Linked DNA regions of Sus scrofa: region 1 is linked to region 2. The links are chromatin contacts, called in public HiChIP or PLAC-seq maps. All regions are on one chromosome and are shown on one strand. The core of a region is the stretch at or near the end of the contact, and the rest is flanking DNA. Distances in the headings are between cores, read along the strand shown. Region 1 holds the start of RTFDC1 (replication termination factor 2 domain containing 1). Region 2 holds the start of CSTF1 (cleavage stimulation factor subunit 1).

Region 1 (5,408 bases), core at 666-3,165, 68 kb before region 2:
AAAGATACTGGGTCTAATTGCCTTGCTATACACTAAGTCCTTGCTGCCCACCTATCTTATGTATAGTACCTCGTATCTGTCAATTTGTCCCTAATTATCTCCTAATTTGTCCCTCCCCTCTATTATTTAAAATAAAAACAAACAAACCCCCACCACACTGTCGTAGCTATTGTCCTATTCATTCCCCACATCAAGAGCCACACTTTGGCTAAAGGATCCAGCATTGTCACTGCTGTGGCTCCAGTGGCTGCTGTGGTGTGGTGTGGGTTTGATCCCTGGCGTAGGAACTTCTGGATGACACAAGTGCGGCCAAAAAAAATTTAAAAAGAAAAGCAGCAGAAAAAGGCAGAGTGATTAGAAATGAGATGTATTTTGGCTACAGTGGACCGGGATGAGATGACATTTGTGTAAAGACTTGAAGCATTTAAAAACAAACAAACAAAAAAACCCAAAAAACAAAAACCCAAGTGATATGAGTATCTCAGTGAAGAACACAGGTTGAGGAAATTATACTCCGGGTTGAGGAACAAGGCCTATATAGCTGGAAGAGAAAGGGTGGGAAAGGGGCATTAGATAAGATATAAAGAGAGGCAGAGGGTCTGATCACACAAGGTCTGTGAGAATTTTACCGTGAATACAATGAGAAGCCACTTGAGTGATTTAAACACAATAGTGATACACGTAATTTATTTTTAAAAAAGACTTCTCTAGGGAGTTCCCAATTCGGCACAGCGGAAACTAATCTGGCCAGTATCCATGAGGATGTGGCTTCAGATCCCTGGCCTTGTTCAGTGGGTCGGGGATCCTTTGTTGCTATGGCTGTGGTATAGACTGGCAGCTGTAGCTCCGATTCAACCCCTAGCCTGGGAACTTCCATGGGCCGCACATGCGGCCCTAAAAAGCAAAAAAAAAAAAAAAAAAAAAAAAAAAAAAAAAAAAATCCTCTTTGGCTGCTGAATGGAGTCACAGTGTGTCAGTCACTTGGTCACTTGTATTAGGTGCTTTACACACCTACTATTATTAAAAAGCAATTACTAGTGCTAACTCTGAAATCCTGAATAACTGGATGGGAATCCTGTTATTACCTACCAATTGTGTGATCTTGGTCGTGTTACTGACTCAATTTCCCTATAAATTATAATTGGCTCAATCACTTTTCAGAATTAGGGATTATCCACTCATTCATTTATTCACTATATTTACTGTACCAGGAACCCTGCTACTTGTAAAGGGGAAAGAGATGCAGCCTCTGCAATCGTCTGAGATCAACATTCATTGACCGGAACGCTGTGTACACGGGGGTAAGACAGTTTTTAGAGGAGGCCCTGATCTCACAGGGAGCGGTTTGAGAAGACTTTACTGAGGAAACGAAGTTAGGGTGTACAAAACAGCAGCAGACAGCAGACAGACTTCAAATCCTGGCTCTCCTACTGACTAGCTCTGCAACCTTTTCCTCTTAGATCGCAATTTCCAGGTCTGAAAAGAGAGACTAATGACAGTATGTACCCCTAGGGCTCTTGTAAGAGTTACAAGAGCAATGCCACATTATGCGTACTGCCGGGTGAATGCCACACGCTCAGTAAAGGTCCGTTATTGATACTGCGGTTAATTTTGAGTTTTGAAAGGTATAATTGAGCTTCGTTGACGGTAGAACCCCTCTAGCTCCCCCTCCCACCTCCCTTCTCTCCCCGGGGAGCTCTGCATGCCTCAGAAGCCCCCGGACCCCACTGGGCCCCTGTCACTGACCTTCTCAACCTTCTTCGGCCCCTTCACCAGCTCGTGCCTCTTGGGGATTGTGCCTCCGTCGCAACCCATAGCAAGCCAAGAGTCAGAGTCCGCAGTAATTCCCCCTAGCAGCCACTTCCGGGGTCCCTAGCGAGCGCAATCGTCACTTCCGGCGCGCCGCGTGACGCAAACCGCTAGTCGCGACGGGGCGGGGGACGGGGCGGGGCTTTTGCCAAGCCCCGGTTGCCATGGAGAGCGTCTTTAGGCATTGGGCGTGGCCCAGCCGCTGGGGCTGTTGCAAAGCGCCGGCAGGGCTTTGTGAGTGTGTCTGGTGTCAAGAGTTCTCCCACTCCCGCGCCGCCGCTGCCGCCCTTCCCTTCCTTTTTCCGATGGGCGCTGGATTTCTGCTGCACCCGCCAAATCGCTCGCCCACGCTCCGGGGGCGAGGGGCCCGCAAATCGCTCGCCCACGCTCCGGGGGTGAGGGGCCCGCACTAGTCGAGGTGGCTCAGGGTCACCCGCCGCTCCTGGGCCCCGTTGCACCCTAGCCTCTCTGACTGTGGGCAGATATCCCCAGACTGGGAGTAAGAGCAAGGAAGGGCTGCATTTTATTACTGCAATTACTGATGAATATGAATGGATCGTTCCTTCAGTTACCGTTGGTGTGTTCAAAAGAGAATGCATCTTTTTATTGAGCCTTAGGTATGACCTAAGCAGGTAAATCCTTTAAAGTGGTGTTGGATGAGGCTGTGGAGGAGTAAGATTCTCTTACGGTCTGAAACTTCTGACACTGCCGTGTATATTGTATAGGTACACGCAGTTTGTGCGTGTATGTATTTCATTCACCGCATCCTGAAGCCCTGGCTAAAAGATGTTTTTATTTATTAAAAAAGGGGCGTATTATAAATTAAAAGTAAAAAGTAAATTTAAAAAAGAAACAGCAAGTCTAACAGACGCAGATTTATAAATCATACACTGATGGCACCACACCTTTCCTAGGGCTGTATTACATCTATAAAGAGAACATAAATCCCTTGCAAACTCCCTGTTAAAATTCATGATTGCCTGCTCCCCTGCCCTTGACTATCTCTCCATTTGTTCATTTAATTATTAGAAATAGGAGTTTCCGTCTTGGCTCAGTGGAAACGAATCCCATTAGGAACCATGAGGTTGCAGGTTCAATCCCTGCAGCTCAGTAGGTTAAGGATCCGGTGTTGCTGTGAGCTGTGGTGTAGGGGTGTAGGTCATAGACGAGGCTCTGATCTGGTGTTGCTGTGGCTGTGATTAGACCCCTAGCCTGGGATTAGACCCCTAACCTGGGAACTTCCATATGCCATGGGTGCGGCCCTAAAAAGACAAAAAGAAAAGGAAATATTAGCGGAAAGCCTATCCTCTGTCAGTAAAGCAGCCCTTTATGATTGGATGTTACCATGATGACCAAAGTGAAATGTAAAAAAGCTGAAACTATTCGCCACTTGGGAACAGAAAACACAGTATATGTGGATATGAAAACTTTAAGGGTTATAAGAGTGGGTTATCTGTTACTGCAATTAATGGGACTTAAAAGAAAACAAGCCCTCTAATCAGTTGGTCTCTGATTGGCTTATGATTTGTTTTTTAAGCCCATCACAAAACTGGAAACTCTGCAGGGACTTTGTTTTATTCCTCGATAAACCAAAAGTACAGTCTCATTCTAAATACAACTGGAGGAGTTCCCATCATGGGGCAGCAGAAGTGACTCTGACTAGTACCCATGAGGATGCAGTTTCAATCCCTGGCCTCACTCGGTGGGTTAATGTTCTGGCGTTGTCATGAGCTATGGCGTAGGTTGCAGATGTGGCTCAGATCCCATGTTGCTATGGCTGTGGTGTAAGCTGGTGGCTACAGCTGCAATTCGACCCCTAGCCTGGGAACCTCCGTATGAGGGTTCGGCCCCAAAAAGACCAAAGGAAAAAAATATACATTTGGAGGAGTTCCTGCGTAGGTCAGTGGGTTAAGGATCTGATTATCACTGCTGTGGCTCAGGTTGCTGCTGTGGTGTGGGTTTAATCTCTGGCCCAAGAATTTACACACGCCACGGCTGCTAGGTAAATAAATAAATGCAAATAAATGCAATTAGAATCTCATTTACTGGGAAGGAAACAGAAGGCTGGAAAGATCAAAGCAGTCATCTAAGGTCAGACAGCTAGTAATCGAGAAAGGAGTTTTAAGATTAGTTTTCTTTTACAGCAATGGGCAGAAAATCAGAGACTTGCAAAAACCCAAAGATCTCTAGACAACTCTCAAGCCAGTGATTTTTTGCTGGCCAGGAAATCTACCCCTCACCAAATTCATCTGGGGAGGGAAAAAAAATAGCGACTGTGTCTCAAACCATGATTCTACACTGGAAACTTTGGAAGCATTTCTTTCCTCCTGTCCTCACAACACAATTCGGGGGCTAGCCTGCCTTCTTTTTTCCAAACCGCAAGCCTGAGGTTCAGATGTAATGAGATTCAGGGGCACATATCCAGGAAGTAACAGGAGTAGAAGATAAGGGAGGGGCTTTCTCAAATGAGGCCCATCTACCTACAGATGCCACCCTCTTTAACCTCTCCTCCAAAAGCTGCTGATGACACCCTGTGGTGATGACCTCGTGGGCGTTAAAGTTCAGTAGCTGGATGTTTTTTTCTCTTCCTCCTTGGCTTCCTCTTTTAGCATATTGGTCACTAAGCTACTCTGTGTTGCAGAGGGTACACAGCTAAAATGTTTCTACTGTTTGTTGTTATCATCAATAGCAACTCATTTTTGTTGAGAGCTGTCAAGCGTTGTGTTCTGTGCTTTTCTTGATTTGAGCCATTTCAATTTCAACCACACTGGGAAGCAGGTGCATTCTCTGCTGCTTCCTCCCGCCGCCTTTGTTGAATGAACCAGTAAAGGATATTCTCTTACAAAAATACAACTTTGAACCCTGGATCAAGCTGTGAACTTAAAGGGCGGGGAAGGAATGAAATCATGAAAGAGAAAACCATTATCTTCTTGCAAAGCCTTTCTGGGGCCGTTGGACCTGTTGGAAAATTTGATGAAAATTTTAGGCTTAGTCTTCAGAAAAATATCCTTTAATACATGGGAACATTTTCTATAATTTAGACATGTATGTATTTCATTCATGGTTTCGTAAGGCCCAGGACTTTAAATGTTTCTACTCTCTGTTACACTAGTTCCCAGATATTACAGACTTCTCAACTCTGGTGGGTTTGATTTCCTGTCAGCTTTTTGCCCATGTGCTCATCCAGCGCTGGGCAAAAAGCTGATGTGCTGGGGAACTCATTTTAACAGCATAAAAAAACCAAAACAAATCTATGTATTGGGATTCTTTAGGAATATCACAGCCAATTTAAGGTTATGCCTAAGGCACTTGGCTTGCTGTTCCCCCTCCAGAACGCCCTTCCCGTAGGTGTAGCAGGCAGACTCCGCAGATGATTCATCACTCTGCTCCTGGTCCCCTCCTCAGAGCCATCGTCCCTGACCTCTTCACCTAAGGATGAAGAACTTCCTAAGAAAAGGACACCAAAATAAAGTAGAAAACAGAAGTGATCGCTGAGATAATTCAAGACAAAAATTGCTTTTCATTTGCGCTTTTAGGGAAGTATTTAAAAATATTCCAGGAGGTATTCCTGCTGTGGCACAGTGGGTTAAGAATCTGAC
Region 2 (4,855 bases), core at 2,306-4,805:
AGAAAACCTCAGGCAGTGATTCAGTCACGAAGGAAACGGGAGTGTTGTTTTAGAGCAACGGGGGAAGTACCGGGAAGATACCTGGGTTATTTTAGAAGAGAAGAAGAGGCATCTGAGGTGACCACTTGAGCTGAGCCTTCAACCAAGTCCGTAACAATGGCAGAAAGCTCCAGATGATTCGTATACCGATCCTTTGCCCAGAACCGGCTGGACACCATCACAATCTGGATCTCTGCCTACTCCTTCACCCTCTAGCACTGGTGGAAAACATCTGAAACCTTGTCACGGACACAAGGAACTTGCACGCACGAGTTACCTAGTTTGATGAGATGCAGGAGCTGCTCTGAGGGTGCACAGACAGACTGAGGCTTGATTTCGTTGATGAGGCCATTAGCAATGCTGATGTAGCCATCATAGAGCAGCTGGCTGATGATCAGCTTGTAGAGCTGCTGACGGTCCTTCAAACCCACTTTGGTTCTGTACATCTTAGAGAGGAAGACAGTTTCCCTGCCAGCTGCAAGAGAGAAGGCAAGCGGATGATGAAGGGCAGAGGCACTGGGCTATCACAGAAGCAACACAGGAATCTGGTCAGACCTTCAGGGCTGAAACCCCAGCTCTATCAGCTGCGTTTATTCGGTCCACAGCCCTGTTTCTCTGGGAGCAGGTTCACAGCTGTTAAATAGGTTCGTGAAGGTTCAACAAGATGGTGCATGCAGAGCATGGAGCGCAGCGGCACGAAGAAACTGTTCAAATCCTGTTAGCCAATATTTACAGTGAGACCTCTCTTCTTCAACTTTTCTTTTCTGCCAAACTACCCACCTGTGATTTTTATTCTTTACTGCTATCCCAGAACCTTCCATTTCTTCTGTTAATAAAACACTGGCTCATATTTGCAATGGGAAAGACAGCTGGTATCGTCAGATGTCTAGACACTACTGCCTGCACCAGCTGAGCTGTTAGGTTTACTTATGTTCATTCTTAACATATGTTTTAAGGCAACTAAGCTTGTTAAATTCTATGATTTCCTTAGGCAGTAAATCAAAACATGAGAGCTAAAAAGCTACTGTGCTATGAAAATGAAATCAAGTTGAACGCTTCGGAAAGATTCAAAGATCAATGGCTTAATAAAATACTGGCAGAGCTCCCGTCGTGGTGCAGTGGTTAATGAATCCGACTAGGAACCATGGGGTTGCGGGTTCGATCCCTGGCCTTGCTCAGTGGGTTAAGGATTGGGCGTTGCTGTGAGCTGTAGGTGTAGGTCGCAGATAAAATACTGGCAAATGGGATATGGTGAAACAACTATAAAAGGAAAAATGTGAAGGGCTATGCACTCAGGCTGATTTATAAGGGCTCAAGTTTTCCCTTGTCTTAGAGAAAAAAACTAGATGCTGGTTTTCGGTTTGTGCAAAAACAAAAACAAACTCCAAATGGTGGACATGATTAGATAACTTGATTATAAAAATCAATGTCTGTACATAAATGTACGTCTGTACAGATGCCGGAAGGCTGCCGGGGCAAACAGCAATAAAGAATAAAAGTCAAAAAAAAAGGGGGGGGGTTCCCATCGTGGCGCAGTGGTTAACAAATCCGACTAGGAACCATGAGGTTGCGGGTTCGGTCCCTGCCCTTGCTCAGTGGGTTAACGATCCGGCGTTGCCGTGAGCTGTGGTATAGGTTGCAGACGTGGCTCGGATCTCGCGTTGCTGTGACTCCGGCGTAGGCCAGTGGCTACAGCTCCGATTGGACCCCTAGCCTGGGAACCTTCATATGCCGCAGGAGCGGCCCAAAGAAATAGCAAAAAGACAAAAAAAAAAAAAAAAAAAGAATAAAAGTCATGGAGAAGAGACTTGTGGTTGCCGAGGGGGAGGGGGTGGGGTGGACTGGGAGCTTGGGGTTAATCCATGCAAACTATTGCCTTTGGAATGGATTAGCAATGAGATCCTGCTGTGTAGCACTGGGAACTATGTCTAGTCACTTACGATGGAGCATGATAATGTGAGAAAAAAGAATGTATACATGTATGTGTAACTGGGTCACCATGCTGTATGGGAGAAAAAAAAATTGTATTGGGGAAATAACAACAACAACAAAAAGTCAAAGGCAGATAGGTAGCTGTGGCAGAGGAGAAAACTGGAAGGCAGAAGCACAGGAGAGATGACTATGAAAAAGGGCAGTGAGTGGGCAGCTAACACTGGTATCTACTGGTATTGTTGTACCTCACAGGGGTGACTGCAAGTGGGAGGTGTTGTGGGGAACAGTGTTTTTTAACTACACACTGCCCCCTGGAGAATTACTGAGGCTAATGATAATAAGAAGAGCTAACATTTATTGAGTTTTTTTTTTTTTACCATGTTTCCTCTCAATTAATCCTCAACACCCTATAAAGGAGGTTCAGTAATCCTGTTTACAGGTGAGGAGGGGCAATAGCTTGGCCAAGGTCTACTGCCCAAGGAACGTGAATTAGAATGCAGGTGATTTGACTCTAGAGACTGTGCTGTTTCCACTGCCTGTAGTGCTCCTTAAAAACTTAATGAACCAGTAAAAATCCATTAGACATTTAATACAGTAATACACATGTTGTAAGCAACTAATATGCATTACCTTGTTCAGTCCTCATCAAATCTCATTTTAGAGGTAGGCAACCTGAGGCCCAGAGAGATTAACTTAACCCAGGACCCAAGAGCTTGTAAATGGCAGAACCTGAACCTTAAACTAATCTATTTGAGCCCAGAGCCTGAGTTCTTACTGTGCTGCACTGATGAGTGTTAATACCAACAGCTAACATTTACTAAGCAATTGCCAAACACCACGCTAAACTCTTAAGATATATTTAAAGTATACGGAGAAAAAACAAATTATATATATACACACACATATATACATACACCCACTAGGACACAACATTGATGATCAAACTGGCTCAAAAAGGTTAGGAAACACTGCAAACAGAATGCTGCTGCGAAACTCGTCCAAGGTTAAAGTGGCCACTGGGATTGCCCACACCAGAGCCCAGAGCTTGAGCACTATTCCATCCTGTATCTCCACTTAAGCCAGGAGCATCAGGAGGCGTACCAAAAGGTTAAAATAAGAAAGACAGGACAAGCCCTGCTTCCCAACTCCCAAAGAACGTTCGCTCGCTGGGCGAGTAAGTGCCTAATTACCATCCCCAGTTTGCAGGTGAAGGGGCTGCGGCCAGAGGATAGGAAGAGGCCCACCCAGGACTGGTCGTACCTGGAGTTGGAAGGAGCACCGCGGCGAGAACACAGACGCCCCCCTCACCGTACGTTCCGCTATCACCCGGACCTAAAGGCCAACTGGGGATGGAGAGAGAGTGAGAGCGAGGCCTTTGAAGAGGAGGAGCAAATGCAGCCTTAGCCTGGCAACTCAGGGCACAGGCCGCATCGCTCACCGTCGACCCTTCCCGCCTCGCCCCTTCCTGTGGTCTCCCAAAGGGCCCAGCCGACCGCACCAGCCACTCTCCGCGAAACCCGGGCCCCCCATACCCGCTCTCTCCGGTCTCCCGCTCTCTCCTAGAAAAATGGAGACGCGAATCCTGCCCAATCGATCGCTCCGCGTGCACGTGCACTGCGCACGCGCAAAGGGCGTCGCGCCGAGCGCTGCGCTATCGATCGAACCCACTCGTTCCTGCCCTTCTCGCCATCTTACTCACGGGCGTGTTCGGGAGGTTCGTTCACCTCCTCAGACTTTATCTCCTACGCGGGGGCCCTGACGCCAAAGCCCTGCTGTCTCACCGATAAATGTCAGACCAGGAGAGCCCTGTGGGCTCTCGAACGGCCTCGGATGTGGCGGGCCGTTGGCTCCACCACTTCCGGGGCCTCACGGAGGAAGTACGCCTGCGCGCCGCCTCTCCTGGGCTGTGACTCAAGCCGGCGAGTTGGCCTTGAACCAATGAAAAGGTAGCGCCTCTCTGACTCAGGCCAATCAGCTTTCGGCTAAGAGGGTTTAACTCCTATTTAAAATGAAGACTTTGCGTCCTAACGGCTGAGCCCTCTGGAGGAAGCGCTGTTTTCAAGTTGGAGGTGAGAACCCCTAGGTGCGTAGCCCCGGAGCAGCTCTCAGGAGGGCGGGCAGCCGCTGGGTGGGTGGCCTCAGCGAGAGGGTGGGAGGGAAGCGGGTGGTGGGGCTGCGGGGCTTGCATGGGAGGGTCGGGGCGAGAAAGGGTCCCCCTGCACCCCCCCCCCGGCCCCGCGCCCCAGCCTGGTGCTTCCCCAGAGCCCTCCCCTCTGCTCCTGGTCCCGAGGCGCCCTGTAAGACGCCACTTGGTGTTATTAAACGCCTGGAGTGGATGGGGTTGTTGAGCTGGTGGGGTGGGCAGTGTGCTTTCAGTGAGCACCTGGGTGAGAAAAATAAAGTTTTTTATTGTCTTGGAGTGTACGTGCTTGGGGGGCGGTGGAGAGCAGGCGACGAACTTAGGGAGGTATCGATAGTGGTGAATGTTAGGCACGGGGGCGACCTTAGACTAGCTGCAAAGGCTCGTGTCCGGGCCGGTTGGGTGAGTGGGTGAGTAAATAACTTCTCGGAAGAGGCCTTCGCGGGCCAGTGCTTCTCAAACTGTAGACCTTGGACTGCCTTTATCAGGACTGCTTGAGGATCCTTGGGAAAAAGTAGGGTCCCACCTAATGGATCAGAAGTGCTTGGGCTTAGGACTCAGGTGTCTGTGTTTTTGTCAAGCTGTGCAGGTGGTTCTGATGGTTCATTGAGAACCTGTGATCTAGCCCAGCGCTCGATGGTTATCTGGGGATGTTGAAATGCGGGAACGGGGATGTTGAAATGCGGGAACTGGTTTGTTAGGTCTGGGATCGGACCTGAAAAGTTTCCATTTCTAACAAACGTC

What was found. HiChIP or PLAC-seq counts read pairs in DNA pulled down with a chosen protein or histone mark.
Region 1: a contact with region 2 is called in an H3K27ac HiChIP or PLAC-seq map of alveolar macrophages. The contact joins the promoter of RTFDC1 here to the promoter of CSTF1 in region 2. A contact is called at or near these places in 1 of 5 promoter capture datasets (liver), 16 of 47 Hi-C or Micro-C datasets (alveolar macrophages, blood, embryonic fibroblasts and 8 more) and 2 of 2 datasets of contacts at active chromatin or transcription factors (alveolar macrophages and skeletal muscle).

What each region holds. Positions count from the first base shown.
Region 1 is chr17:57,037,474-57,042,881 of Sscrofa11.1, reverse strand. RTFDC1 (replication termination factor 2 domain containing 1) reads right to left here and starts at 1,915. Exons shown (of 9, transcript NM_001110432.1): 1 at 1,747-1,915. The coding sequence starts at 1,815.
Region 2 is chr17:56,971,223-56,976,077 of Sscrofa11.1, reverse strand. CSTF1 (cleavage stimulation factor subunit 1) reads right to left here and starts at 3,555. Exons shown (of 7, transcript NM_001110430.1): 1 at 3,504-3,555; 2 at 3,232-3,314; 3 at 317-514. The coding sequence starts at 485. It also overlaps a transcript of AURKA not described here.